Regions from separate parts of the Mus musculus genome. Here regions 2, 3, 4, 5, 6 and 7 are each linked to region 1. Evidence: chromatin contacts called from public Hi-C, HiCAR-type, HiChIP or PLAC-seq and promoter capture Hi-C data. All regions are on one chromosome and are shown on one strand. Each heading gives the region's core, a stretch centred on a gene start, on an enhancer-like site or on the middle of the called end of the contact. The rest is flanking DNA. Distances are from core to core; before and after follow the strand shown.

What was found. Promoter capture Hi-C pulls out the DNA fragments that hold promoters and counts their contacts. Hi-C and Micro-C count contacts between places; a contact is called where the count stands out from the background. HiCAR-type assays count read pairs that join an accessible place to other places. HiChIP or PLAC-seq counts read pairs in DNA pulled down with a chosen protein or histone mark. Capture Hi-C pulls out chosen DNA fragments and counts their contacts.
Region 2: a Hi-C map of pre-B cells shows a contact between it and region 1, with 8 times the contacts expected there. The contact joins the promoter of Yeats4 here to the promoter of Zfc3h1 in region 1. A contact is called at or near these places in 6 of 39 promoter capture datasets (the C10 cell line, cranial neural crest, hematopoietic stem and progenitor cells and 3 more), 1 of 484 Hi-C or Micro-C datasets (pre-B cells), 3 of 115 datasets of contacts at active chromatin or transcription factors (astrocytes, embryonic limb bud and neural progenitor cells) and 3 of 9 other capture datasets (adipose tissue, embryonic stem cells and liver).
Region 3: a HiCAR-type map of astrocytes shows a contact between it and region 1, with 6 times the contacts expected there. The contact joins the promoter of Frs2 here to the promoter of Zfc3h1 in region 1. A contact is called at or near these places in 7 of 39 promoter capture datasets (the 3T3-L1 cell line, the C10 cell line, the HPC-7 cell line and 4 more), 2 of 115 datasets of contacts at active chromatin or transcription factors (astrocytes and large pre-B cells) and 2 of 9 other capture datasets (adipose tissue and liver).
Region 4: a contact with region 1 is called in a promoter capture Hi-C map of liver, with 4 times the contacts expected there. The contact joins the enhancer-like site here to the promoter of Zfc3h1 in region 1. A contact is called at or near these places in 3 of 39 promoter capture datasets (cranial neural crest, hippocampal neurons and liver) and 1 of 115 datasets of contacts at active chromatin or transcription factors (forebrain).
Region 5: a promoter capture Hi-C map of pre-B cells shows a contact between it and region 1, with 7 times the contacts expected there. The contact joins the promoter of Cct2 here to the promoter of Zfc3h1 in region 1. A contact is called at or near these places in 6 of 39 promoter capture datasets (cranial neural crest, embryonic stem cells, hippocampal neurons and 2 more), 3 of 484 Hi-C or Micro-C datasets (the G1E-ER4 cell line and embryonic stem cells), 9 of 115 datasets of contacts at active chromatin or transcription factors (acute myeloid leukemia, astrocytes, differentiating embryonic stem cells and 6 more) and 3 of 9 other capture datasets (embryonic stem cells, liver and macrophages).
Region 6: a contact with region 1 is called in a promoter capture Hi-C map of adipose tissue, with 4 times the contacts expected there. The contact joins the promoter of Rab3ip here to the promoter of Zfc3h1 in region 1. A contact is called at or near these places in 9 of 39 promoter capture datasets (the C10 cell line, cranial neural crest, embryonic stem cells and 6 more), 1 of 15 datasets of contacts at CTCF or cohesin (large pre-B cells), 12 of 115 datasets of contacts at active chromatin or transcription factors (the 230-238 cell line, astrocytes, embryonic forebrain and 8 more) and 2 of 9 other capture datasets (adipose tissue and embryonic stem cells).
Region 7: an H3K27ac HiChIP or PLAC-seq map of thymic regulatory T cells shows a contact between it and region 1, with 5 times the contacts expected there. The contact joins the enhancer-like site here to the promoter of Zfc3h1 in region 1. A contact is called at or near these places in 3 of 39 promoter capture datasets (cranial neural crest, hippocampal neurons and pre-B cells) and 5 of 115 datasets of contacts at active chromatin or transcription factors (astrocytes, embryonic forebrain, embryonic midbrain and 2 more).

What each region holds. Positions count from the first base shown.
Region 1 is chr10:115,382,897-115,386,821 of GRCm38.p6, reverse strand. Zfc3h1 (zinc finger, C3H1-type containing) reads right to left here and starts at 1,863. Exons shown (of 35, transcript NM_001033261.2): 1 at 1,015-1,863. The coding sequence starts at 1,624. Thap2 (THAP domain containing, apoptosis associated protein 2) reads left to right here and starts at 2,387. Exons shown (of 3, transcript NM_025780.4): 1 at 2,387-2,617. The coding sequence starts at 2,547.
Region 2 is chr10:117,222,457-117,226,381 of GRCm38.p6, reverse strand. It overlaps Yeats4 (YEATS domain containing 4), which reads left to right and starts at 1,875. Exons shown (of 7, transcript NM_026570.4): 1 at 1,875-2,123. The coding sequence starts at 2,073. It overlaps Gm31963 (a long non-coding RNA gene), which reads right to left and starts at 1,896. Exons shown (of 4, transcript XR_872061.2): 1 at 1,815-1,896.
Region 3 is chr10:117,146,211-117,150,135 of GRCm38.p6, reverse strand. Frs2 (fibroblast growth factor receptor substrate 2) reads left to right here and starts at 1,662. Exons shown (of 10, transcript NM_177798.3): 1 at 1,662-1,744.
Region 4 is chr10:117,128,526-117,132,450 of GRCm38.p6, reverse strand. All of the region lies in intron 1 of Frs2 (fibroblast growth factor receptor substrate 2), which reads left to right. Among named protein-coding and RNA genes, the nearest start is that of Frs2, 18 kb to the left of the region's middle. Within about 2 kb of position 2,195, at least 25 of the 459 cell types and tissues checked have an H3K27ac peak or open chromatin away from gene starts, as enhancers often do. A contact at or near this core is called in liver, where this site is marked.
Region 5 is chr10:117,062,066-117,065,990 of GRCm38.p6, reverse strand. It overlaps Cct2 (chaperonin containing Tcp1, subunit 2 (beta)), which reads left to right and starts at 2,139. Exons shown (of 16, transcript NM_007636.3): 1 at 2,139-2,285; 2 at 2,941-3,015; 3 at 3,109-3,174; 4 at 3,855-3,925. The coding sequence starts at 2,283.
Region 6 is chr10:116,948,162-116,952,086 of GRCm38.p6, reverse strand. It overlaps Rab3ip (RAB3A interacting protein), which reads left to right and starts at 1,634. Exons shown (of 11, transcript NM_001359645.1): 1 at 1,634-1,827. 4933412E12Rik (RIKEN cDNA 4933412E12 gene) reads right to left here and starts at 1,525. Exons shown (of 3, transcript NR_038026.1): 1 at 1,395-1,525.
Region 7 is chr10:116,917,244-116,921,168 of GRCm38.p6, reverse strand. It overlaps Rab3ip (RAB3A interacting protein), which reads left to right. Exons shown (of 11, transcript NM_001359645.1): 5 at 1,518-1,595; 6 at 2,204-2,407. The region is part of intron 3 of Gm51782 (a long non-coding RNA gene); the gene reads right to left. Among named protein-coding and RNA genes, the nearest start is that of Gm51782, 5.0 kb to the right of the region's middle. Within about 2 kb of position 1,623, at least 53 of the 459 cell types and tissues checked have an H3K27ac peak or open chromatin away from gene starts, as enhancers often do. A contact at or near this core is called in thymic regulatory T cells, where this site is marked.

The DNA of each region.
Region 1 (3,925 bases), core at 614-3,113:
AGTATCTTCCAATCAAGTGTCAGACGTACATTTTATAGAAAATATATTAAACAGTCATCACATCATGGGAATTATAGCCAGTAATGAGAGTGCTTAGTAAATTATTTTAAAAAGTAGAAGTCAGGACATATAAACTCATAAAAACAGGAAAGCTTTTGACAATTTCTTAGCATAAATCCCGAGTAAACTTAGTAATGTTAAAGATAACTGAGAATAAGGTGAGAGGGTGCAGAAATTAGGACATTTCTTCTCCACTAGCCCATACCCTCCCTATCCATCTCTCCTTTTCTAACACACTAAGCTTAAAGTGCTGGGAAGTTTATCTTTCTCTGACCTACATGTCAGCAACACAAAAAGTTATAAAGCCAAAAAGCCAACATAGGAGAGTGAACTTAATGCATATAGCTTTCCAAACTACTTATGAATTTAAAAGAGCTGAATTGTAAAACTGGTAAAAATAAAGGATCTGCACACGCGCGTGCACACACACACACAAACACAGAAAACAAAGGGCAGCAACGGGGATGAATAACTACAAATTTAAGAAAAAAAAAATCACAAGAACAGTAAGAATTACAGAGGAAAACTTTACGAACTCTAAAGTCAGGACGTAATAAAAGTAACAGTATTCCTCCAGATGTTTGAGTACTTCTTTTCCTTAATAATCTAAGTCGATTTCCTGTTAAATACGAAATCCCAGGGCTTGCAAAAAAGAAACAAACAAACAAATAGACAAACAAAACTTGGGCTGTTGGTGTCCTGTTTAAAAACCCAGACTGTATTTCATTTCCCTAGCTGACCCGAATCCATGACACAGTCCTATCCAAAAGCAAAAGGCACCCATTCAGTCAAACAGCCTACGAAAATAGCGGTGGAGTGCGGCCCGTGACAACCGCCGACGAACGGGGGAGAGAAATGAGTGGTTCTGAAAAGTTAAAAAACTCCGGGACCTAGCCATGACGCCAAAGGGAGCTCCGGCGACACACCCAGGGCGGACCGCCACGTTAAGGATACAGCTCTTGCGGGGTGGAGAGGGTTCTCGCCAGCTCTGGCTGCTGCCGAATCCGGATCCCGCTCCTCCTGATCCTCCTCCTCCAGGAGGTCTGCACCCCGGCTTGCCTCCTCGCTCCCCCACTCCTCGCCCCCGACTCCAGCGACTCCCACCCCGGTAAGGCCTGCTGCCTCGAAAGCGGAAACGGTCCAGGGCGATGTGGCTCCGCTCCCAGAAGGACGGCCGGGGGCTGCTTTCCGACAGGGACCCCGACGGCATCCGCCCTGGGGGCGGGTGAGTCCGGAACGGTTCTTTGGGTCGGTAGCTGCTGGGTCCCCTGAGCTGGCCCCGCTCGGCCGGGTGCCGTGAGCGTGAGAAATTCCTCAGCTGCTGCTGGGAGGACGACGAGGAGGACGAGGAGCCGCCGCCGCCTCCCCCGGATCCACCGCCCCGGGCCGGGGGAGGAGGCCGCCGCCGCGGGTACGGTAACAGCCCGCCGCCGCTGCTGCTGCTGCTGCTGCTCCGGCTCCGGCTGTTGTCGTCGTCGCTGATCTCCCCGTCTTCGAGCTCCCCTTCTTCCTTCGGCGAGAGGCCGCTAGAGGCCGGGGTCGAAGGATCGGCGGCGGCCGCCATCCGGAGTGCAGCGCTGGCCACACGACCTGAAGCCCTCCGGCCGGGGACCGCCCGACCGCCGCCTGCCTTCCCCTTCCTCCTCCGCCCTCTGTCCTAACGGACCCGGCGGGCGCGGCCTTTCCCGTGCTCGGACGCCCGGCAGGTTCTGCTCCCCAACTTCCCCGCACCCCAGATCGCTCTCTCTCGCTCGTCGGACCGTCGCTCGCCAGTTCCCTCTCCTAGCGCCCCCTTGCTGCTCTTCCGCCTCGCGAGAAAGCCTCTGTAGAAGGAGGCCGGGTCCCGAGCGTCATTTCCTGCGGCACGCCGGAAGGCGACCCTCCGAGTCTTGCGAGACAGGAAGCGCCCACCCCCATGTCCGCCGCGGTGCTGGCTGGGATTTGTAGTCTCCTCTTGCTCCAGGCTTCGCCCTTGTGTCCCTGCAGTCTTAACTGTCCCCTAGCATCCCGTCCGAGGTGGCAGGCGGGGAAGGAAGGGGTTAGTGTCTGGGTTGCGGACATGCTCTTTCAGCCGCAGACCTGAGTTTCAGAGTCATTAGTCGGTGGGGAAGACATCTGCCATCTTCTCATTCATTGCTAGGGGGCCCCCGTCTGAGACGCTGGACCTAGTCTCTTTGGGACCCCGGGAGGTAGGGGAGGGCGGGGAGCGGGTGTGGCCGCCATGTTGGTGAAGGCGACTGTCTGCGCCCGGAGCTCCGGCACGTTGGCTCTGCAGGCCTAAGCCCGCCATATTAATAAAGAGACAGGAGAGTGGGCCCTCCCTCCCACCCCGGTACTGTGCACGCCCCTCTGCCCTCCCCGCGCTCTGCACCGAGCTGGCGGCGCGGGGTCGCCTGCCTCGTTTGTCTAGCGTTTGACAGAAGCTTGCTTAGCGGGCAGCGCCTCCGAAGTGGCGTAAGGTGGCGCCGAATGAGGGGCCCGGGGAAATGCCGACCAATTGCGCCGCGGCGGGCTGTGCTGCTACCTACAACAAGCACATTAACATCAGCTTCCACAGGTAAACCTGGGAGGGGAGCGGGGTGACGGAAACGGGAGCCTAGGCAGTCTTGAGTCTCGGTCGTGTCAGAAGAACAAGGTCCTCTGACTTTGGTCACTTGCCCAGCTGCGAAGAGCAAGGGGAGCCTCGCTCTTGTCCTTTGTGTGTGGGTCCGCACATCTGGAAACATTTGCTCCTTTTCCGAGGAAAGTTTACCAAATTTGAAAAAAAAAAAAGAAAGAAAGGAAGAAAAGAAAAAGAAACCCGAGTTACTATGCCTTGCATTAAAAAGTGATGAGTATACCTTTATTTTCTACTCTTTTATTTTTTATATCTTAGACCATGCCTTAAGAAGAATGACGCCATAAGGGTTCAAACCAACAAATCACTTTAGAAGCCTGCTGAGTTCGAGTTAAGATTAGGCAATTTTCACTACTGGAATTGACGTGGGAAACATTTCTAATAGTCACACATGGTAACTGAGTCAATCTAATTAAGCAATGTTTATCAAAGAGCAAATAGAAACTCTCTCTTGAACAGAATCACGCACTCACACACAGGTTGAACGTACAGTCATGTCTTTAATTCTGTTAAGTCAAACTCCAAAGCATGTGAACACCGACTTGAATATAATAGGCGGCACTCAGTAAATGGTCACCTTTCCTTCTAGAACTGCCAACTGCCTGAAGAAAAGAAATACTGAAAACTAAACTGAAAACAGTTCTGATTTTATATGCTGTACCATTATACCTTGTGATCTTAGAAATATCTTTGCTCTTTTTCCTACCTCACTGTTACTACGTGCATCCCCTAACTAAAAGCTGCCACTTTCAAAATCCCTCTGATGTTTGTTTTTAAAGTATTTCATGCAAATGTAGTGCTTTATTCGTTCTTACAGCTAATGTACACTGGGTCCCTAATTGCCGGACATTATGCTAATGATGTAGATAGTTCTTACCCTCGGGGACTTTAGAATTGAATAGAGGAGTGCGGCATAATTTCTGTTGAGTGCCACAGAAAAGACTTTCAGAGAGACCTAATTTAGCCTCAGAAAGTCAAAGGACACTTCACAAAAGAGGTGACATGTCAGATGACACCAAAGGATGACAGAGATTTGGTCTTCTATATTAAAGCGTTTTCTACTTTGTTCCAAGAGTACTTGAAGAAGCCCCATGACTATGAAAAGACGGGCACGGTTAGATTTACATAATAAAAAGCCTTCTGGCTGCTGCAGAGAGTTAAGAGTGATACTTAAAGTGCCAGTTGCACATCGCCAGAGAGGAATTTGATGAGAAGGAAGCCTTATAGAATGTTAAATCTATCTGCTGT
Region 2 (3,925 bases), core at 626-3,125, 1.8 Mb before region 1:
GGCCCCAGTGGGTGGTGACTGGACATCCGACAACCCTGAGCTTGCTGGGTGGCTCTCAAGCAGCTCAGTAGGACAGAGTCTCCCCCAGTCAACTCCACAGGATGAGCACAGGCTCTGTCCTAGACTTCTGTCTCCTCCCTTCCCCCAATCATCCCTTCCTGCTTCTTTAACCTTGGGGGGGTGGGGTGGCGGCTCGTGTATCTTGTTAGCTTCAGAACTTCTTGAGCCTGTGAGTTGTTTACTTTCCAAGTCTCAGGAACCTCCTGTCTCCTTCCTGGAGGGAATGTCTCCCTTAGAAGCTCTAAGCTTATATCAGGTGATCAAGGAAGGGGAATGACATTTAGATATCAATTAAGAAACAGAGTTAGGACATACTCAAGAGCTGCCAGGACAACCTCAAAATACGGGATGACTATAGAAACAGCCAAGATTATCAAAAACAGGGGCTGGCAAAAGTAAAGGTACTTGTTATCAAGCCTGATGACTTTAACCAGATCTCTAGGACCCACATTCATTCTCTCTCTCTCTCTTTCTCTCTCTCAATAGATAATACAGTGAAAAAAAATACTTTTATTAAAGATTAGCAAAAATTGGGGGCTTAGTGGTTAAGAGCACTAGCTGCTTTTCCAGAGGACCTGAGTTCAATTCCCAGCAACCACATGGTGGTTCATAACCAATCTGTAGTGGGATCCGCTGACCTCTTCTGGTGTGTCTGAAGACAGCTACAGTGTACTCCCATACATAAAATAAATCTTTTCTTTAAAAATTAGCAAAAATTGATTGACCATGCTGTTAAATTCGCTTCTCGGTCTCCTGATTATTCTCATTGATTAGTGCTGTGCCCAGCCTTCATCAGAGAAGTTTATTGCAATGAGCAGTGGTTAATGCAGAAACCCAAAACTAGCCAAAACGCCCAGGAATAAGAGATGGTGGTGTGCTTAGCACTATTCGGGACAGTTGTACCACTCCTTCCAAGATTGGGGAATATTTCAGGGTATAAAGAGCCAGAGAATGGAGAGACATGTATCAAAAACGACACCTTCTGGCCACAACGTGGCCATTGCACTCATGAACTTACTGCAGCTGCGGTTATCTGCATAGGACCTGCGATTGCATGTTAACATTTCAACATGGATGGCGGGAGGGGTCCAGGGGCCTCACCCTTCCCAGAGGGACTATTGAAAATTCATGACTGTTTGGGAAAGAGATGCCATTTTCTTTAGTAAGGTACCACTGATAAATTACTCTTGCTTCGGTAAAGAATCCCACATCCATAGTAGGACAGGAAACGCCAATTAAAGCCAATAGGTCACGAACTAAGAGGGCATGAAAGTAGGAGGGGGGCTTGTTGGAAAGAAGAGTTCCAACTGGGGAAGGGTATGAGAGAGAAGAATGGTGAGTGAAAATAAGAACATGACCCTCTTAGGCATGGTTTAGGAGGTTTTTACTGTAGATAGGGAGAAAACAGATTCCCGACGAATCTGGAAAAGTCAGACTGAACATGGCCAGCAGAACAGATTGAGCCATGAAGAGCGGGAAGTGGAGTCATTTCTGTAGTGCCATCATGTTGGCCTTGGAAATCGAACTCAGGTCACAAGGCTTGGCAGCATATTCTTTACCAAGCCCACGCCCAGTTATCTGACCTGCCCAATCAGAAGCTTTGATTCCAGAGTCTATCATCTTGAAGTGTGTGGGGTTATCTCAACCCTAAAGCTACAAACGTTCACCATTTTGGTGCTTCCCTACCCTTAACTTCTGCCTAAAATTTATCCCCATCTCTCTTTATCCGCTGCAACAGCTCATCAGGCTCTTACCGGGGAAGGCTGCAGCCTCGCGCGTGCGCACTGTCTGCCTGAGCCCGTTGCGCATGCGCCGCCGCCCTCCCCCGCCCTTCCGCTCGGCTCTCCCAGCTCGGGGCTGAATGGCCGACCCCGACGCGGCGCGTGTGGAGGAGGTGGCTGTCCGGCTCCCCGAGCCCAGGCGACCCGCCCTCCTCCGGCTCGTGAGGGGAGCGGCTACCCCGCCGGCCTGAGCTCTCTCCCTGGCCGCCGCGGCTCCTTCCCGGGGACAATATGTTCAAGAGAATGGCGGAATTTGGACCTGACTCCGGCGGGAGAGTGAAGGTCAGTGCGCAGGCGCGGCGCGCGGGGCGGAAGCTCGGCGCTCATTGGGCCCCGAGTCCTCGTCACCGCCTCCGCACCGCCAAACACAAAGGTGCCGGGGTGGCTAGGGCATCAGTCGCAGACCCTGGATAGGCTCGTCCGTCTTGTCGTTCCCGAAGCCCCGTGCTGATAAAGTCAGCAAAGAGCGCTTAGCTTCGTTCGTGTTTAGTGAAGGTTGCTTAACACTGGACGTTGTGACACTCAGTTCCCTCCCATCTATATGTGTATTATTAATAGGGGTGGAGGTAAGAGAACGACTTGCAGGAGTCGGTTGTCAGGTGTCACCATGTAGGTGTGCTGTCCAGCCTGAGCTGCAGTCGTCTCTTCCCTGTGTGCCATCCCTCCAGCTCGCCACCCCCTCCCACCTTCCTACATCTGCTGGTTACTTTTTTTTTTAATTTTAAAATTTATTTTTATGTATATGAGTACACTGTAGCTGTCTTCAGGCACACCAGAAGAGAGCATCAGATCTCATTACAGATGGTTGTGAGCCACCATGTGGCTGCTGGGAATTGAACTCAGTATCTCTGGAAGAGCAGTCAGTGCTCTTAACCTCTGAGGCAGCCCTGCTGGTTATTTTTTAAGGTACCGGTTCAGGATGCTCTCCCCGTGCCCCTAAAAGGGGCTTCTACTTACAGATCTTATCACAGAAAGGATTTTTTTTTTTCCTTAAAAGAAATCACATCAGTCTACAAAAATTTTAAAATCCTCATCGGTGTCATATTATTTTTATTACCTTAATCATAGTGTCTATATATCCATAGCTGCCTTAACAGTATATGTAAGATGAGAAATCATCGAAAATCCTAAAGCCCTGAAATGCAATAGAAAGAAATACCAGGTAAAAGTCTGTGTTAGTATAAGAGGCTTTGTAGAGCTGTGCATTTGCCCAGGGTTTTAGGTAAGGCTTGGGGATGGTAGGAAGTGATTGCAGAGCAAAAGGTTCATGGGAAAACTCTTCTCTACTTGCACAAGTTAAATCTGGAAGTTTGTAGTTCAGGATAACTTGAGAAAGTTAGGCCTGTAGTCCTCAAATTGAGTTTCCTCCTTAGTAGCTGGGGAAGGGGTGGGGGTGAGGCAGGAACAAGATAGGCCCTTGAGAGGCCCAACCCAAGTGGCCTGTGTGTTCCCACTGTCCCCATCTCCTAGGCCATTCAGCTGTGAGCTGATCAGTATGCTAATCCCTTGGTAAGGTGCTTCTGTAGTCCAGGCGCCTCTCAGCCGCCAGCTGGGGACCAGCAATAAGCCTTTTGGGGGAGGGGGTACTCCATACCCAAACTGTATGTGCATAATAAGGATGACAGCAGAAAATGCTTGCCCTGAAATTCTCTCATAAACCGACCTTGGGTTTTGTGCTGTGCTTTGGTAAACACTGCCAGAGGCTAATCTAAAAGCCTTTCCCAGCCAGCAGAGCCGGTCACAATGGCAACTTGAACTCAGTAGCCTAGCTTTTAGGTTTGTGAAGGCATTTTGTTCTTCTCTAATCAAGTACTCAGGTGCTTTTACATGCAGAGCTCAGCAGGTAAAAGGCTTACCAAGTCTGATGACCTCAGTGCAGGCCTCAGGAAGGTGGAAGGAAGAGAATCTATTCCTTCAAGTCATCTGTGACCTCCTCATGTGCTGCACAGGGCGCCCAGCGTGCACACAAACACCCCAAACAACCCACTTTTCATGTGAGGACTGGGAACCAAACTGTAGCCTTCTGCAAGAGCAGCAAGCTCTTCAACCCCTGAACCATCTCCCCAGCCCCTCTCGTGGGAAGC
Region 3 (3,925 bases), core at 413-2,912, 1.8 Mb before region 1:
TGTGTGTGTGTGTGTGTGCGCGCGCGCCCCCGCACGCGCGTGTGCTGCCCTTGGCGCGCACTCGTGCTCGTGTCTGGGATTGGGGGGTGGAGATGGTAAACAGCTAGAGACAGCCTAAGTTTTGTCTGTGCAGGGTCTTTTTTTTTTTTTTTTCTTCTTCTTCTTCAGTCTACTAGGAGGCATGAAAGGCTGCTTGAACTTGAGAATTCTGGAAGTGTTTACAAACACTTCTGCAATTACATAAAGCACAAGGCAGTACTTTATATACAGCAATAGTGATGGCATTGTTTGCATCTTAAATTTGTAATAAGGGGTTTTCTTTTACTCTGCCTTTCTCAAAGCAGATTGTCTTAACACTTGTCCCTGCAGTATTTAACAGACACTATGCATGCTAAGAAACTCTTTTCTTTTTTGCTCTTCCTTTTTTCCTCCTCCTCTCCTTCTTTTTGGACAAGAGTCTTGCTTCATAGTCCTGGCCACCTTTGTCTGGAAACTCACTGTAAAGCTTAGGCTGGCTAGAAACTCTCCGGACTCTCCCTGCCTCAGCCTTTTTAGACTGCTGGAAACAAAATAGCTTGTCAGGTTTGAGCCCTTTTCTTCCATGTGGGGCTTTGCTTCATACTGAAAACCTGCCTTTAATATTTGATGTTTCTTGATTTTGTGACAGAGCAAATCTTTTAAGATCGTCTCACTTCTTTGCCTGACACTGACTCTGTAGGCTCTCATACTGTCTGTCTTTGGTAAGTTTCAAAAGTGCCCAGGTCTTCTCTATTGCTAGTTACTGGTTAGGTATAAGAATTGTGCGGACGTACTCAGTCCTGGGTACTTTGAAATGCTTACTATTGCGTTATGCATTATATTATTTTTAACGTCTACAATCCAGAGATGAACACGACACACACACACACCAGGGTGAAATGTAAAGAAACAGGATCCTGGCACTAAGATTGCATAGCCCATCATCTCAGCCTTTGTTTAAAGTGCAAAGGATGACCCATATAGGGAAATAATTTGGCTCCCGTCTTTGAATAATTTGAAAAGTCTTGTTTGGGGCAAATGAGAGTTCTACGCATACCACAAATTAAAGTAAAACCAAGAGCCAGCATATGTGGTAAAGTCCGATACTTTGGCCGATTTCCTTCTCTGTAAGACACAGAGAATAAAAGCACCAATTTCCAGGAGTTTGAAGGTTATTAAATGAGTTAACGCCACCGAATCGCGTAATAAATGCCCTGTCTACCACGCCGTAAGCCTTCCTTCGATAAATGTCAACTGCATTTTCACGCGGGACAGAAGCGAGAAAGGATAACACCGCCGGCCGGTCGGCAAGCCGGTGAATGCTCCGGGCTCGGCGAAATTAGATTCTCCGGGCCCCTGTAGAATTAAGTAGAAGGGAGCGATCCTAACAGGCGTTAAAATAAGGGGTGCCAGCGGTAGCTCGGGGCCCGCGGGACCACAGGGGTTAGCAAGGAGCCCGGGGGCGGGGCTCGGGGGCGGGTCCGCTGGCGCCCGGAGCAGAGGCCACGCCCCTCCCGGGAGGGCTGGCAGCTCCAGCCTGGGAGCAGTTCCGGTGCCAAACCCCTGCCCTCCCCCGCTCCCCCGGAAGTGCTTGTCTAGGGTTCGGGCTGGAGAGAGGCCTTGTAGACACAGGCGCCGAGGCTCCGAGCAGGGGGTCAGGTCGCGGGGAGAGTGAGGAGCTCCGCGGCTGCCACCCCGCGCCCCTCGCAGCGCCTTCGCGCCGACGGTGAGTAGCCGGGGACGCCGAGCGGGGCCTGCGCTGGGCGAGCGAGCCTCGGACCCGGCTGTCCGCTGCAGGTTCAGCCGTCGGGGATCCGGGGAAGGGGTTCGTCGGCCGCCGCGGAGCGCGCGCGGCCCGCGGGCCGGGAAGGGGCGCGATGCGGGGCCGCGGAGTGGGCGGGGCGCAGCCGGAGCGGGGTTCCCGGAGCCGCGGCCGCCCGCAGAGGGGGGACTCCGTAGCGGGGCCCGGCCGTCGGCGCTGCGACCCCCTCTCTGCATCGGGCAAGTGGGCTCGGTGCCTCCGCTGTGGGGTCTGTGCACTCGGACGCTGGGGACCGGGACAGCCAGACTGCACTGGACATCAGTGTCCAACTTTCGTCGCCTCTTGGATCTGTCCCCTCTTCCCGTCTCAGTAATTATCCTGTGTCCCAGGGGTGTAGTCAGTCCGAGGGTGGGGCGCTCCCTGTGTGGATGCTGGCGATCTCTTGCGGGGCTTGCGTCGGGGTCGCCGGAGGTTCGATTTGGACTCGGCTCGAAACTTAACTGGGTCTGGATGCCTGCGTAGGGTCGGTCAGTGAGGCAGTACCATTCCTCGAAGGGTCTTTGCTCCCTTGCAAACTGAAACTGTTGGGAGTTACTTCTTAAAAACAAAGATTTGAGGAGATTCGTAGATTCAGAGGAGTTTCCCCGTGTTCTTGCTGACGTTAAAAAAAAAAAAAAAACCATGCTATTCTGTAATCAGCCTTCCGAATTCCTGCGCTCATCCGAAGTCACAGTTGTTAAGACTTCAGTCGGGACCTTGCACAAGTTGACTGCAAAAGGCTGGAGAATTGTATCCTTTTTTTTCACCCCAGTTTGTTTACTTTCATACTTGGAACTGTCATTTCTTGAGCTAATTATATATATGTGTATATATGTGTGTATATACACACACACACACACATATACACACACACATATATATACACACACATATGTATGTATATTATATGTATATATATATATATATATATATATATATATATATATATAATTTCCCTCAGTTTCTCCTCGGAGGTTCTTCGTGTAGTCCAGTTGTGGGAACGCGGGGTGGGGGTGTTCCCACAGCGGGACAGAGGTGTTTGTTGATTTAAGCATATGAAGTGTTTAACTCCAATAAACTGAGACTTTCCTAGAGAAGAAAATCTTGTAGGCACTGTTAGTAAACTGAGTTTAGGTGATAAACTACGGATAAAAGGTTTGTAGGAAATAATGGAGCTATTTTCCGCTTTTATTGAGTTTTAAATTATTATCAGATAGTTTATTTGTTGCAAATGACCTTGTGGTGGTGTCAATATACACAAGTCATCTTCATGAAACCAGTGACATTATCTGCCCTTATTATGCTTACGTTAGGATTTATACTGTTTCTCTCTCTCTCTCTCTCTCTCTCTCTCTCTCTCTCTCTCTCTCTCTCGTACTTTCTCTTTCGACTACTGGAAGGGAAGATATCATGAATGAGGGGAATGATTTGAAGTGACGAGTTGCATATACTGTCTTATGCAAAAGAAAAGTTTATTTCATTAAAAAACAAATTCTCTGTGTGTGTAATGCCAGAGGTGAACCTAGACTACCCAGCACCATGATCATGATGATCCTTTTGAGACAGGGTCTCCTGAGCCTGGAGCTTGTACTTCCGGCTGGGCTGCTTGGCCAGCAAGCCCCAGGGACCGTCCTGTGTTTGCCCCATGTCCCCAGTCCAGGTCTACTGGTTATCGGCACATGGCCCAGCATCTAGTTTATAATGGAGGTGCTGTCGGTGCCAGTTCAGGTTCTCTCACTTTCTCAGTCAGCAAGCACTCGACGTGGGAGCAGTCTCCCCAGCCCCTCAAATCTCTGTCAAGGTTGTTGATAATAAACAAAGGGGGTGTTTTTCTAGCCCGTGGGAAAGTGTGAGTGAAGATAAGTTGTAGTGTTTAGACTCGGAATGATGCGGTAGCCCCTTAGTGTTTGAAGAACTCAGTTGTTCAGAGCCCAAGATTGGGATGTTGAATTAAAGTCTGGAAAATGAGTCAAGTTAGGTTTGATTATGTATTTGTTCTCTGGTTATAGTGTGTTTTGAAGGGAAAAAAGTATGGGAGTTATAAAAGCAAAAAAAGGGAATTGGTAAAAATCAAATACTTTCGGGCATTATAACTTTTAACTATTG
Region 4 (3,925 bases), core at 946-3,445, 1.7 Mb before region 1:
GGGACTCAGGCTGTTAGCTTGGCAGCAAGTACTTTTACTCATTGAGCCACCTTCCTGAATGACTTTGCTTGAACTTCTGATTGTCCTGCCTCCACCTCTCAAGGCTGCGGGTGATTACAGGTATGTACCACCATGCATAGTACACAATACATGTGCATAATCTCTGTGAATACAGTGTTGGGGATTAAGCACCAGGCTTTGGACATGCTAGGCAAACACATACCATCTGACTGATCATCAGATCACAACAAAAGAGAGCAGAACTCTGAAGTGCAACAGGGTATAAGAGAACAATGCTGGAGATAAACCCAGGGCCATGTTCACGCTAGGCGAGCACTCTACCACTGAGCTACATCTCCCGCCTTGGAACAGAATTTAAATAAATAGTAGTCATTCTGTGTAATTAAGTACATAGTTTTATTTAGCCTCCGCAGTAACAGAAAGCTTTGACTGTCACATACAAAGATTTCATATATGAAATATTGAGTATCTAATTGAAAAAACGATTTGTGGGATGTGGGAAGCCACATGTGCCATTGCAGAGTGGCACTGACTACTGCTGGCCACCATACATAAGTTTGGACAAACAACCAATGTGTACATATGCAGTAAAGTTTTTTGCAAAGACACTGCCTGGCCCGGGCATGATAATGAGGCTTTGAGAGTATAACCAATCAGATGTGAGACATGCAAATGGGGCATGATAATGAGGTTCTGTAAGGTACAGAGAGAGAGAGAGAGAGAGAGAGAGAGAGAGAGAGAGTAACCAATCAGATGTGAGACATGCAAATGAGGTATGATAATGAGGCTCTGTGAGATACAGAGAGAGAGTAGCCAATCAGATGAAGAACATGCAAATGAGGCGTAGTGCATAACCAATCCGGGTGTGAGACACGCCTCTCCTAGGCCTATATAAGCAGCACCAGTTCTGGGCTCGGGGGTCTTTTTGCCTCTACAATCAAGCTCTCCCAATAAACGTGTGCAGATGTTGCAGCGTCGTTCTTCCTGGCCAGTCGAGCACGCGCAAGAGTGGGAAATCATAAACAGACTTATTTTTATGATGAAGTTTTTCTGTATTGCTGAGATTGAGCTCAAACATTTTGTCTCAGCTTGTGGAATAGCTGGGAGTGTAGGCCCCTGTCACTGTGGAGTAGCTGGGAGTGTAGGCCCCTGTCACTGTGGAGTAGCTGGGAGTGTAGGCCCCTGTCACTGTGGAGTAGCTGGGAGTGTAGGCCCCTGTCATTGTGGAGTAGCTGGGGGAGTGTAGGCCCCTGTCACTGTGGAGTAGCTGGGAATGTAGGCCCCTGTCACTGTGGAGTAGCTGGAAGTGTAGGCCCCTGTCATTGTGGAGTAGCTGGAAGTGTAGGCCCCTGTCATTGTGGAGTAGCTGGGAGTGTAGGCCCCTGTCATTGTGGAGTAGCTGGGGGAGTGTAGGCCCCTGTCACTGTGGAGTAGCTGGGAATGTAGGCCCCTGTCACTGTGGAGTAGCTGGAAGTGTAGGCCCCTGTCATTGTGGAGTAGCTGGGAGTGTAGGCCCCTATTATTGGGCTTGACCATATTTAAACAATTTAACTGAAATCTCTGTCCTCTTACTAATTTCCCCACACAAGGGGAAAGGATACACTGTGAGAGTCAAGGTCAAGGCTTTTCTTTGTGGATATATCCGGTGGGTAAAGTTCTGGGCTGCCTTTTAGCATAGTAATATCCATGGGGCATTATTTATTAAGTGACCCAGTAGTATTCTTTCTTATTACAGGAGAACATGAGTAAAATACAAACTCTGCCTGTAGACATTTGTTTGTTTGTTTTGAGATGAATCTCCTGACTTTTGACTCTTTGATTATTGGCATGTACCACTCTCCTGAGGTCTCCGGAGTCTCTTTGACTGCTGGTGTGTACAACCATCCCTGCTTCTAGGTTCTTTTATGTTCTCTTTTCTCTATTATTTTTAAAAAGGTTATTTTTATTTGTGTGCATGTCTATAGGAACCAGAGAGGGTGTTGGATCTTCTGGAGTGGGAGTAACTGCATGGTGAGCCTCCTGCTGTGGGTGCTAGGGGCTGAACTTGGGTCCTCTTGAAGAGCAACCAACAGTCGTAGCCCGAGCCATCTTTCCAGCCCACCTCTCCTGTTCTTTTAAAGCTGTCTAAAATACACCCAATTTCATAATAACTGTAAAAAATGGGCAAGGACCCAACAGGATGGCTCAGCCAGTGAAAGGTAACTGCTGCCAAGCCGTGTGACCTAAGCCTGACCCACATGCTAGGCGAGAACCTACTTCTGTGAATTGTCTTCAAACTTCTGCGTGATACACACACACACACACACACACACACACACCCCTCACCCCTCACACAGCACACACACACACACACACACACACACACACACACACACACACACACGATAATTTTTTCTAAAGTTAGCCTTTTGAGTATTTTTGAACTTTTTCATAAAACAGTCTCTTTTACTTAAAATTCATAAGTTTAACTAGCTATAGTAACAAGTTGACAGGAATTGGTATGGGGACAAGAAGGTGGCTTGTACTGTCACCCTGTTCATTTGGTAAGAACAGGAGGTGGGAACACTGAATAGTTTACTTAGAAGACTATACCAGTGCAGGGAGTCAGGCAAGAGCTGCAGACCTTTAGTACTGCAGAAGGGTCAGGTTGACGTTTTAAAAAGACTTGTACTGAATTATTATTCTGACTTCCATCTTTACCTTTGAGAGAGCTGGGGTGTCAGGATCTCAGTAACCCCCAAAGTCAAGTAGACAATGATTAGTCAGGATCTGTGCGTAGCTCTGCGTAGATAGGTTCAACTTAAGGTCTTCCGTGCTGTGGGGGTGTGGCTGCCATTTAGGTTACCTGCTTTATTTAGTCATTAAGTACTCTTGAGTGTCTAAAGGGTGGTTTGGGTAGCTTCTTATATTTCACCCCTATCCTTGATCCCCTGTTGTTTTATTCCTTAAGTCTTGTCTTGAAGTCTGATTTGTTGTTGTTTTCTTTAAAAAGTAAGGGTATATTGTGGGGTAAAAATGGAACATAATTTTTTTGTTTTGTTTTGTTTTTCGAGACAGGGTTTCTCTGTATAGCCCTGGCTGTCCTGGAACTCACTTTGTAGACCAGGCTGGCCTCGAACTCAGAAATCCGCCTGCCTCTGCCTCCCGAGTGCTGGGATTAAAGGAGTGCACCACCACGCCCGGCTAATTATTTTTAAAAATAATGGTCAGGTGGTGGCAGTGTTTGTACCACCACCAGGCAGGCAGATCTCTGACTTTGAGGCCAGCTTGGTCTACAAAGCAGGTTCCAGGCTAGCCAGAGCTACACAGAGAAACCCTGTCTTGACCTGTCCCCAACCCCCATTATGTTGGACATGAGTGTATGGGGACGGGGACTACAGCTTAAAGACCTTATAAAGGGAGCTGGGTATGGAAGCAACTAAAGTAAAAGAAGAAACAGCATTATTCCCGCTGAAATTCCTTATTTGTTTGGGATCTGATAAGTTCCCTTTATCTGTTTTCATTTTTGTTCATTCAGGCTTTAAGAGAGCTGTGGATGCAGATATGTGCATATCTGTCCTCAGTATGCTGCTGTCCTCAGTATGCTGCTGTCCTCATCTGGCAATCACCAGACTTTTTCAGTGTTTATTAGAGCCCAATATGTAGTTTTGGTTTGCATTTTACTTTTCTAGAACATTTAAAAAAGCAAATCACTCTTATTTTATTAATCTTAAATTGAGATTCAGATTTTTTAACAAAATAGATTTTTTATTTAAAACTTTTAAATTTGTTATTTTATGTGTATGAGTATTTTGCCTACATGGATATATGTATAATGTGTGCATGCCTGGTACACAGAGAAACTAGACATCAGACCTCTTAGAACTGGAGTTATAGACATGTGTGAGCTGCCATGTGTATATTG
Region 5 (3,925 bases), core at 890-3,389, 1.7 Mb before region 1:
TGTTGAGCTTGACAACCTGAGTTCAGGGCCCGGGAGCTGTGATGGCAGGACAAAACTGGTTTCTCCAAGTTGTCCTCTGGCATTTACATGTCTACACATACACATGCACACATAATTAGTTTTAAGTGCTTAAGACTTTATAAGCAGTTGATAACTAGATTTGACTCTCCATAGCTTGCCAACTCAATATAAATTAGTTTACTATATCTAAGGGTAAAAATAACTAAAAATGGAAAATGACTGAGTGTCGGCAAGTATCAGAAATATAAGTACTTGCTAAGTGATCAGAGAGATAAATGCTACCTACCAGTGGATAAAAGGAAAACTAACATTCTTTTTTTAAGCACGAGAGCTTTGCCTTAGGTGTCAAGAGTAAAGAGAAAAAAATATTTTCTGTTTTTGTTTTTTTTTGGTGTTTTTGAGACAGGGTTTCTCTGTGTAGTCCTGGCTGTCCTGGAACTCACTTTGTAGACCAGGCTGGCCTCGAACTCAGAAATCTGCCTGCCTCTGCCTCCCGAGTGCTGGGATTAAAGGCGTGTGCCACCACGCCCGGCAAAAATTAATATTTTCTAAAGAATTATTTATGTGTGTGAGTACACTGTCGCTGTCTTCAGACACACCAGAAAAGGGCATGGGATCCCATTACAGATGTTTGTGAGTCACCACGTGGTTGCTGGGAATTGAACTCGACCTCTGGAAGAGCAGTCAGTTCTCTTAACCCTCGGCCATCTCTCCAATTCCAAGAGAAATCTTTTAAAAAATGATTTATGTAATATATATATATATATATATATATATATATATATATATATATATGAATGAGTGCTCTATCTGCATGTATACCTGCATGCCAGAAGAGGGCATTAGATGGTTGTGAGTCTCCATGGAGTTTCTGGGAATTGAACTCTGCACCCCAGGAAGAGCAGCCACTGCTCTTAACCGCTGAGCCATCTCGCTAGCGCCGAGAAAACTTTTTTTTTTTTTTTGCATTAGTTTTGGGGCTTTTCCCTAGACTATGTATGTTTTAACCATTTCTCTCTTTTTTTAAAAGATTATTTATGTGAGTACACTGTAGCTGTACAGATGGTTGCGAGCCTTCTTGGGAATAGAATTTTTAGGACCTCAGCTTGCTCTGGTCAACTCCACTCAGTTCCTGCTCGCTCTGAGCCAAAGATTTATTTATTATTATACATAAGTACACTGTAGCTGACTCTTCAGACGCACCAGAGGAGGGCATCAGATCTCATTACAGGTGGTTGTGAGCCAACCTATGGTTGCTGGGATTTGAACTCAGGACCTTCGGAAGAGCCATCAGTGCTCTTAACTGCTAAGCCATCTCGCCAGCCCGAGAAAACTAATTTTTTTAAAGGTTTTATTTATTTATTATTTATATGAGTATACTGTAGCTGTCTTCAGACACACCAGAAGAGGGCATCAGATCCCATTACAGATGGCTGTGAGCCACCATGTGGTTACTGGGAATTGAACTCAGGACCTCTGGAAGAGCAGTCAGTGCTCTTAACCGCTGAGCCATAGCTCCAGCTCCCGAGAAAACTATTTTTGATAAACTGGAATATTTAGGACTTGATCTCTGCTTTGAAGTCATGTAAGTTATATTAGGGTGCCCCCCCCCCCCCCCGAGAAAACAAATGAAGCTGAGGTAGGGCAGAAGCAGCATCCCAGAATGGCCAGCCTGGGTCCACAACGTGAGTTCCGAGCTAAGCCAGAGCTACACAGTCAGATCATGTCTGAAAGATTAAATGAAGACTCCTTTATAAAAAAATCATTTAGTAATCTATTGATAAATAACTTTCCCAAAGGAAAAAATAAGCACGAAAATGGGAATGGTTGCCTCCAGGAAGGGTAAATAATAGAAATGATTAGTGTGCAACACTTGAAAATGTACGTCTGACCTTAAAACAAATTTTGAAAGATTATATTTTAAAAATATATGTCAGCAGGAACTTGGTTTCCGCGGCAACCCGCGCGGTACATTGTCTCTTTGTTCTCTAGTTCTATTCTAAAGCAGCCCGCCCCTGGCCCCGCCCCTAGCCCCGCCCACAGCTCAATGATTTCCGCCACCAACTGAGGTCCCGCCCCTTCTCCAGCGAGCCGCTACGCTTCCGGCCCAGCCCGCCACGCAGGAGGCGGAAACCCGTGCGTCCGGCTCCGCCCCCCGCGGCGGAGCGTGTCGTCACTTCCGCCTTTCTCTCTTTCCCCGGCCTGGCTTCCCGGCGCGGATTGTGAGGGGTTCTCTCCTCTACGCGGAATCCGTCGGAACCATGGTGAGCCTAGCTTTCGGCCAAGGACTTAGGCTCCCTGCTCCGCCCCGCTGTGTCCTGCCGCCCCGCTGGTCCTCTTGTCTAACCGGAGTCGCAGGCTCCGAGCGGCCGCCTCCTGGCCCCTCCGCACATGGCTCGGGCCGGGCATGAGGCCTGCGTGGGACCGGGTGACCGAGCTCTCCGCGCGGGACGGGAAGGGGGAACGCACACTAAGTCAGCATCTCTTTGTAAGATCAGGGCTGTTTCTCGGCTAGGGGACCTTGGCGACCCCCGGTCCTCACCCCAAGTGAAGAAGTTTCTAGCAGGACCTGCTGGCTCCGCCCTCTTCGGGGCGGGGCTGGAAGGGCGAGTGGCCGTGCTTGCCTGCGGAAGATGGAGGGTAGCTAGGTAGCTATGTTGGTCCGTGCTCGACCGGCCCAATGTTGCCTTTAGTTTTGCCATTCAGACCAGTGGGTCGGTGTGATGATTTATTCCTGGCGCCCATATGAGCGTCCCTCTCCCCATTTAAGTAAATACCCCACTCCCAGGACGGATTCCTGAAATTAGATGGTAAACCAATTTTCCTTTAGATAATCTACTTCCCGATCTAGTGAGAGGCCCTGGACGGGTGTTAACGAGTACTGGCATTCAAACGGCGTGTGTTGGCTTCCTCTCTTAGGCTTCCCTTTCCCTCGCACCTGTTAATATCTTCAAGGCTGGAGCTGATGAAGAGAGGGCCGAGACAGCTCGCCTGGTAAGCCCGTCTGTTGCTTTTAAATGATAAAATCCAACGCTTTGTGAGGGTAAATTCTGACCGCCTTTTCTGATTTTTCTTTTATAATTTAAGTCGTCGTTTATCGGTGCCATCGCCATTGGAGACTTGGTGAAGAGCACTTTGGGACCGAAGGGCATGGTAAGAAAGATAGGGAATTTTTAGAAGTTTCTTTTGTTTGTTTCTAATTTTGCTTTCCTGCGGTCTTGCGTAGTAGTGGCTGGCCAAAATTTTAATAATGGTTTAAAGCCTTTGGTGTAAATGTAGATAGTAACAATGTTCTTATTTATGTTTTTTAATCTAAAACTTACAAATTATAAACCGTTCTCCTGTGTTACCATCCCCAATCTCACATCCCTCTCCAGTGGCAGCAAGTGTTACCATTTACAAAACTTGCTGGTATTTTTCTTTTCTTTTTTCTTTTTTTCTTTTTCTTTTTTAGATTTATTTATTATTATATCTAAGTACACTGTAGCTGGTATTTTTCTGTTCACTTATAGGTAAGTTTATCATGTTACATATTTTTGCAACACATTTTTAAAGTAACATACTGTTTTTTGTTTATGTGTATCTGCTTTTAGTGTGTTTAACTGTCATATAGTGTTCTGGGATATTTGTTTCCATTGCTGTCTTGTGACAGTGTAGCAGAGCTAGTTTGTATTGCCTGTATGTCTAAGCTTTTTACACATTGAGGTTTGGTTGTAGGATACATGCATAGAAAACATTTAGTAGCCAACTAACTATCCAGAGGTTTTGGTATCTGCATGTATTCTTGAAGAAGTACTTAGACCTTAATTTGACAGAAATATATTTCTTTTCAGGACAAAATTCTCCTAAGCAGTGGACGAGACGCCGCTCTGATGGTGACCAACGACGGTGCTACCATTCTCAA
Region 6 (3,925 bases), core at 385-2,884, 1.6 Mb before region 1:
CCTGTGTGTCAACCATCTCCTCTTCCTACCTTTACAGAGTTCTCTGTCAAGCAGAGTGCCTGTTCTCAAGACACAGACTAAAGAGAAAAGAGAGGAAAGTCTACTTATGATTCATGGGGAATATGCACTGCAAGAGTTAAAGCAGCAGTTCTCAACCTGTGGGTCGCAACCCCTCTGGGATCAAATGACCCTTTCACAGGGGGTCACCTAAGACATCAGAAAACACAGATATTTATGTTAAGGTTCATAACAGTAGCCAAATTACAGTTATGAAGTAGCAACGGAAATAATTTTATGGTTGGGGGTTAGTATACACTATGAGGAACTGTATTAGAGGGTCACAGTGTTAGGAAGGTTGAGAACCACTGAAATACAGTGTTCTGGGATCACAGGTAAGGAGTTAGGGTTGGGAGGCAGGCGAGCATCAGGGAATGGTTTACAAAGAAACTGGAGCATGGGTTAAGTAATTACCAATTCCATATGATAAAAGATGTGTGTGTGAGCCGGACAGTGGTGGTGCATGCCTTTAATCTCAGCACTTGGGAGGCAGAGGCAGCAGATTTCTGAGTTCGAGGCCAACCCTGTCTCGAAAACCAAGACAAAACAAAAAGTGTGTGTGTGTGAACATCTCTTTAGAAAAAAAATGTGTAAAACAGGGAGCCCATAAAGTTTTCTCTTAATAGTAAACTTGTCTCCTTTTGTTTGAGTCTTTGGATGGTAGGAATTTTTTGTAGAGGTGTGTGTGTGTGTACACATGTGTGTTTCTGTATGACTCACTGTGTCACAGAATGTGGTGAGGTACACTAATTACATATATTAAACCACTTAACTCTCAAAACCTTGATGAGGTAGACATTCTTATTTCCAATTATCAGTGAGAAGATTGGCGATATTGCAGATGAACTCGCCTAAGGTCACAGAGGTCAGTAGGTGGCTGATCACAGGGACCACACACATAGCTTCCTTTTTATTACCACCTCCTTGATGTACTCAACAGAATGGCAGCCCCTGCCTCTGAGTATCACAAACATTGGCGGAAATACCGAGGATGACTGCTCCCTCCCACCCCCCATCCCTGAGTTTGATTTTCAGGGCTTGATTCTGTCTGTACTTTGTTTTTTGTTTTCCAACTTGGAAGCCCGAATGTGGGATGGAAGTTTGATAAGCAAAACAAAACAAAACAAAACAATAGATATAGTTCCTGTAAAAGATGAGAGACGGTCTTTGGAAACTGAAAGTGGAAGGATCTGGGTTTACCAGCTCCCCGCCCATCCCATCCCCCCCCCCCCCCCCTCCCCGGGCCCCTAACCTCCTACTCCAGCTTCAGGTATCCACAGACGCGGAATTTCAGGTCGGTTCTGCTTGTCCTCAATACACAGTCCAAAGCCTCTTACCATCCCAGGAGAGTTCACATCCTCCAAAGGCAGCCACAGGATTTCCAGCCAGAGTGGTTCCCAGGGAAACCGCTGTAGAGGGACCCTGGACTCCGCGCGTGGATTAGCCTGCACCGAGCCCCTCCTGTCGCCAGGGGGCGCCGCAGCGCGCGAGTCCCCCTCGCCACTCCCTCCCGGTCCCGCCTCTAGTCCCGCCCTCTCTCCCGGGGCGGGGGCGGGGGAGGGGGAGGGGCGGCCGCTTCTCCGCCCGGCGCTCGGCGCAGGCGCAGTCGGCTCTCCCTCCCTCGGCTCCCATCGCAGAGAGCGCCAGCCGCGGCGGAGTGGAGCGGCGTCTGTCCGCCGCCGTCCTCCGCGTCTCCCGAGCTGGGCACGCGCACCCTGCGGCTCTGCGAGCGCTGCCGAGCGCGGGCGGCGGCCGCGGCGGATCCGGCAGGTGAGTGCGGCGGCGGGAGGGAGAGGCGGGCGGTGTGAGCACCGCCCCCTCGGCGCCTCGCCTCGCGCCCTTGTCCCGCCGGCCCGGAGCGCGGCCGGGCAGGTGCAGGAGGCGGCGGGGAGGGCGCGGATCGCGCCCGCCCGTCCGCCCGTCCGCCCGCCCGCTGCGGAGCCCCGGGGACCCGAAGGGCGGCGGCTCCGGCGCTCACCTGGCGGCCCGCGCGGCCTCGGTCGCGGAGTTGCTTAAGTCGCGGGCGGCGCGGTTGGCCGGGGATGTGCGGGGGTCGCCGGTTCCCGGGGTCTCCCCCGCCGCGCTCGGCCCAGCCTGACTTCGGGAATCGGGACCCCGGGAGTGGGAGAACAGCGGTTCCCCCTGCGTGGGCCGCTCGCCCCCCGCCGCCCGCGGAATAGCGAGGCTGGGGAGAGGATGGTGCCGGGTGGACGCTGCAGCACGCGAAGAGTTGCCAGTTGTTGGGGATTAAAACATCGATCCGTAATGGCTGGCTGGCGCACTCTCCTCCGAGTTAGAGCTGGTGCCCCAGAGGCACTTTAGTTTCAAGGAAATGTTGCCTGTTCCCAGCCTACCTGTTTAGACACTTCTCAGTGTCCCCCGTGTCAAGGGAAAGAGCCCTGTGATCTTTTGGCTCTGGAATGATTGCATAATTGGAGGAGAGGCCGATAAGAGGATTAAAACAAACCGTTCTATTGTAAATCTCTTGAAAGACCCGGTTTCTGTTCATTACACTGTTCTTAAGTTTTTGTTTCTAAACAATGAATCGAGAGGAAAAGGAGGCAGAGTAGGTATGCAGCCCATCGTTGTAAATATTTGATACTGTTAAATATTTCACCAGTTTTATGGGGCCTTGTTCAGTTAGCATGTGTTATTTATTTACCAGGACTGTGCGTTTTCAGAGGACTTTTCATGTTTGAATAGACACTGCATTCCGAATCTACTCCTCAAGGCCCTAGGGGAATATATTAACTGAACTTAACAGTTACACAGATTTACTCAGCAATGCATTCTTAACTATAAGAACAGACGTCTTTCAACTTTTTTCTCTTTCCGGCCCAAGGATGTTTTGAATTAATGCCTTCTTTTGTGAATGAGCGTGCTTGATGAGACGCCTCATTGCTTACATAGCAAGTCATTTGTGCTAGCGAATGATTCTCACCTTCCACTGCCTGGTTGATGTTCAGTTTCTTTGTGGAGCTTTGATGTCTCTGTTTAAATGCAGCTGTACTTTTGAATCAGTGTAATTCTATACTCTGAGACATATTCTTTGCCTCAGAGTTTCTTTATGCCTCTACTCTGCAGTATACGTGGATGCCCTACAGATATATATATATATTTTTTTAATGGAAAAATTACTGGGACTTGCCCACCCCTCATATTTACGCCGTGGCAGAATGGAAGCTAGGATATAACGTTAGTTTTGTATGTATTGTATGGGTTAGATAACCCATGCTTTTCTGCTGAGCGGGTCTCACAAAGGCTTAGCTCTAACGAAAACGGATAACTTTCAGAACCATCTCTCACCAAGCATGCGACCTCGAGTAAATCATTTATTGAGCATACTCAGTAGAAACACATTCAAATGTCAGCAGTTGCTCCTTTAGTAGTTGGTTGTTTCAACCCAACATGAACTTTATAAAGGTGGGATATGAGTTTAACTGGACATTCCATTGAGATGGGGCGCGCAGGGAGGTGGAGGAGCTTCGGGGGGAGGGAAGAAGCAAGAAGTGTTAACTTGACTGTGGCCTGGGCACTGGGCTGGTGGGCTTGTTGTTTGAGGCTACGTTGGCTTGTTGGTCCTCAGGCCATTTTTTAGGTTATAGATAGCTTTATCAGATTTTTCAAACCCGGAAACCGAAGTGCAGAAAATCAAAATAACTTGCCCGAAGTACATAGTTGTCATTTATAGTGGCTGATCGAAAAGCCAGTATTAAAAACTATTTGAGAACCCCAAATGGAGATTTAAACTCTGTTGTTTAAACTCCTTATGCTACTGGTCTATGCTTTCTGAAAAAAGAGCTTTGCATTTAGAGGGCAGGCCAGTGGAAGGTGTTGCCATTTGTGTGTCTGATTAAAAACTATTCCA
Region 7 (3,925 bases), core at 374-2,873, 1.5 Mb before region 1:
AGCCCCACATCTAGAAACGCTGCCTTTTGGTGTTCTGTCGATCGGCAGACCCACGCCAGACGCTTTATGCTTCAGGCTAGCGCCCCCTTCTCTGGGGACATCAGCTGCTCCTGTGTATCATCAGGGTCCCTCTTGAAGCCGGAGAGGTCACCTCACTTCCCACCTCACCTTGGGGCTCATCCTGGCCTGGGTTCTGGTGTTCACCATTTCCTTAGCTCTTCCAGGCTTTCAAAGCTGGCTTAGAGGCGTCGGCTCTTCAGTTGTCTTAAGTCTGATCAGTCTTAAGACTGCGCAGCAGGTGACAAGGGCCCAGCCCCGCCCCGCCCTGTTCAGCAGGTACTTTGTCAGACATCAGTCTCTTCTGCATTCAGACTTAAACATCAGTTATCTTAGGAGAGATCCAAGCAGATAGCGTTCTTGTTTTGGAAACACCTGCCAAATAGCCTTCTTTGGACAGTTCCACCTTATCCCAGGAAAGTCCGTCCAGTCTGCAGCAACTGTTGTTTTCAGAAGGGCAGAGCTGAGCTCATTCTTCAGGGCTCTGCCGGGTGAGCAGTGCACGGTGACGGGAGTATTCCCGAGGTGCGTCCCATTCCATCCCAGCCATCGGTAGTGAGCATCGGGATACTTAATGTAGTCTGAGGTTCGTGCTCCCGACTCACACGAGCTGCTGCAGACCAACAGCTGTCACAGACCCGAGAGAGCTGTCAGACTGTGTGTTTAATAAGTATCTTTGAATCTCCTTTGGATATCTTACATTCCCAAATACTAAGTCTGAAGCCACATTTTGTTCCCAGTTTCTCTAATCTATACAGATTATTTCATACAAAAGCTTAATCTCTTAAAATATGAGATCATGTTATTCTCTTAAAGAAGAATTCATCTTTCACTTAGAGTGAAGTCTGGGTTATCACCCTGATTTCCATTGCTGTTGTTAGAGTGCACCCTGAGCTCTTTAGGAACCAAGCCTTTGCCTTGTTCCTCATTCGCTGTCAGAACCTGGAGCAGTATGTCATAAAGAGACGTCATTAATAACACTGTATGACTGAAAGGCAGGCCCGTGCCTGTAGTGTCATAACTGTGGCATTGGGAACTTAAGAGTAGAAGATTCCCTGCTCAGGCTACACTGTGCAGTCGTTTTCACCCGTGTCATTTTATCCATGTCTTAATGGAAACTGGAGCTCCTTGGGTGTCGTTTCTGCTGAGGTGTCCACCGTCTTGTCCCTGTCATGTATTGGCTTTGACCTGCAGCCGTCCTCCGACCCCTTTACTGGTTGTAGTCCTGACGTGGGTGTCCCTTGGATGGACTGGACCCCACCTCTGCTGCCACGGTGCTCAGCAGGTGCCGAGTGCCTGGCCTCAGCCCTACCTTCCCGTCCGTTTGATGGCAGCTGCTTCCCCCACTGTGGTTGTTGGGTTCTTAGTTAGTTTCAGGCCCTTTGCTGCCTCCTAGGCAGCTGCTGAAATGAGCGTTACAATGCTTTGCCTCCAGTTTTTGAGACTTTTGACTTTTTCAGGAAGCTCACAAGATGGTGAGGGAAGCGAACGTCAAGCAAGCCACTGCAGAGAAGCAGCTGAAGGAAGCCCAGGGGAAAGTGAGTCGGGGCCTTCGCAGTGGAGCGGGGAGACCGTGGGGAGAGCGGTCATGAGTGCCTAGCGCCCTTGGTGGCTGTCCTGACCCCTCGGAGAAGTGTGCTAATGTGGAAGCTGCAAATAGGCACTAACTATGTAACCTTGACTCGGGTGTGTAGTGTGTCACAGCCAGCTTGCTTATCACCATGGAAATCATGTAGAAGGATGTTGGAGTCATTTTTAAAAGTTAATATTTATTCTCTTAATTCACTAGGGGGGAAAAAGAGACCTAAGTAGATTTTATTATTTTAGGAGTGAACTAAAGGTAATCGTAAGCTGATACATTTTAATATTTTGAAAATTCATACTAATGTTAGTATCTTTGACCATTTAAAATTTACCTTTTGACATTATTGGTAGTTGAATCCAATCCATATGGAAACCCAAAAATCTTGGATTGCTTTCCCTTCATTACTTCATAGAAAAATAACAAATTAAACTTATTTTCTGTTCTTGAAATTCGCCAAGTTGCTAGCATTGGCCACATCTGTCACAGCGCATGCTGTGCGTGTGACGGCCACATCTGCCGTAGAGCATGCTGTGCGTGTGACGCTGCTGCTTTCTTTTCAAGATTGATGTACTTCAGGCTGAAGTGGCCGCTCTGAAGACACTCGTACTGTCCAGTTCTCCAACATCGCCTACGCAGGAGCCTCTGGCGGCTGCAAAGACCCCCTTTAAAAGGGGGCACACAAGGAACAAAAGTACAAGCAGCGCCATGGGTGGGAGCCACCAGGACTTGAGTGTGATCCAGCCAATCGTAAAAGACTGCAAAGAGGTAACTCCTGCAGAGAGGACTGTCCCCTCTGACCTGTCCCTCCTGTTGATCGCCATCACTGAGGTGGCCAGCAGACTTCTTTAGCACAGAATATCAGTGTTAGGATGGGGAGGCTGTTGCTAGGGCTGGCTGCTCTCAAGGACCCTCCCCATCCCACCCCCATCCCACTTGGCCTCAGAGCATCTGCAGCAGGAGTCTCTGCATTTCAAGTTTCCATCTAGGGAATAAAGTGGCATGCGTTGTGTAAAGGAAAGTGGGTGCCTAAGGGGGTCCCCCACTAGTCACGACGTTCTGTTAGTGCAGTGTTAAAGTACGAATAAGAAATGTGAAAATATGATGATTTTCCTAAAGATTACTAGTAGCTCTTTTTATTTGAAATCTGAGAGAAGCAAAATTTTCCATTGATAGAAAGTTCTAGAGTTGAGTCAGATAATTAAGAAAACAAACAGAACCCAGAAATAATTGAAGCCTTGCATTTTAGAAAGCACAAAGATAGCCTAGATGCTGTTTATCGAATTGTGTAAAGTAAGAGTTACGGCATTATTAAACACTGCTGGTTTTACCGTCATGTGTGGTGTAAAGTGTTTGTAGGGCATTGCCCAAGGCTTCCTGGAGCTTCAGGCACTGTGAGTTTTAAGCCAGTTCATACTGAAGCAAGCGGCTGTCTGCGCTTTTTACTTCTCATCCAGATCTGAATGCAGCAAAACCTAAAATTCATATTTGTTTTTGTTAAGTATCTAATATACTCCTTTAGTCACTGCTTTAATTCTGATTTCTCTAACTTTAAATAAGTGTGCTGTTTCTAAAAGGTTAGCTTCTATTGTCACTTTTGAGTTAGTAAGTGTAAAGCGTTTTCTCCCGTTGCTTGTAGGAAAGCTTTTTCAGGTGGTTTCTCAGTACTTCAGAAGCCTCTCTTGTGTTTTGAAATGTATGAAATAGGCAACATGTTCCTACTTGAGTATTCTAGCCACACTTTCTAGCCTGATACTGTGTGAAAATGTCAGCAAGTTTTATTATACAAACAAGAAATGTTGACTGAAATATGCCCTGGGACACTGTATAACACCCTGAATGGAAATGGAGAGTGTCTGTGTTTCTCTAGAAACTGCGGTGGGTCTCCCAGTCATAGAAGTGTTTTTCTGAAAGCTTTAATACTGGTGTGGATGTGCTCTTGGTACAAGGCTTTGGGATCTAAAAAGTTAGGCTTGAATTTGGACTTAACTGTGTGTCTTAGGGTTATCACTGCTGAGATGACACACCGTGACCAAAAGCAAGTTGGGGAAAGGGGTTTATTTTGCTTATGTCTCACACCACTGTTCATTGTTGAAACGACACCAGGCAGATACTCAGGCAGGGCAGGGTCCTGGAGGCAGGAGCCGATGCAGAAGCCACGGCTAATTAAGAGAATGCCCCACAGGCTTGCTTGCCTGCTGCTTCATCTTGAGGCTTGATCTCTATTGAGGTTCCTCCTCTCAGGTGGCTCTAGCCGTGTCAAGCTGGCACACTGTGACTTTGGGA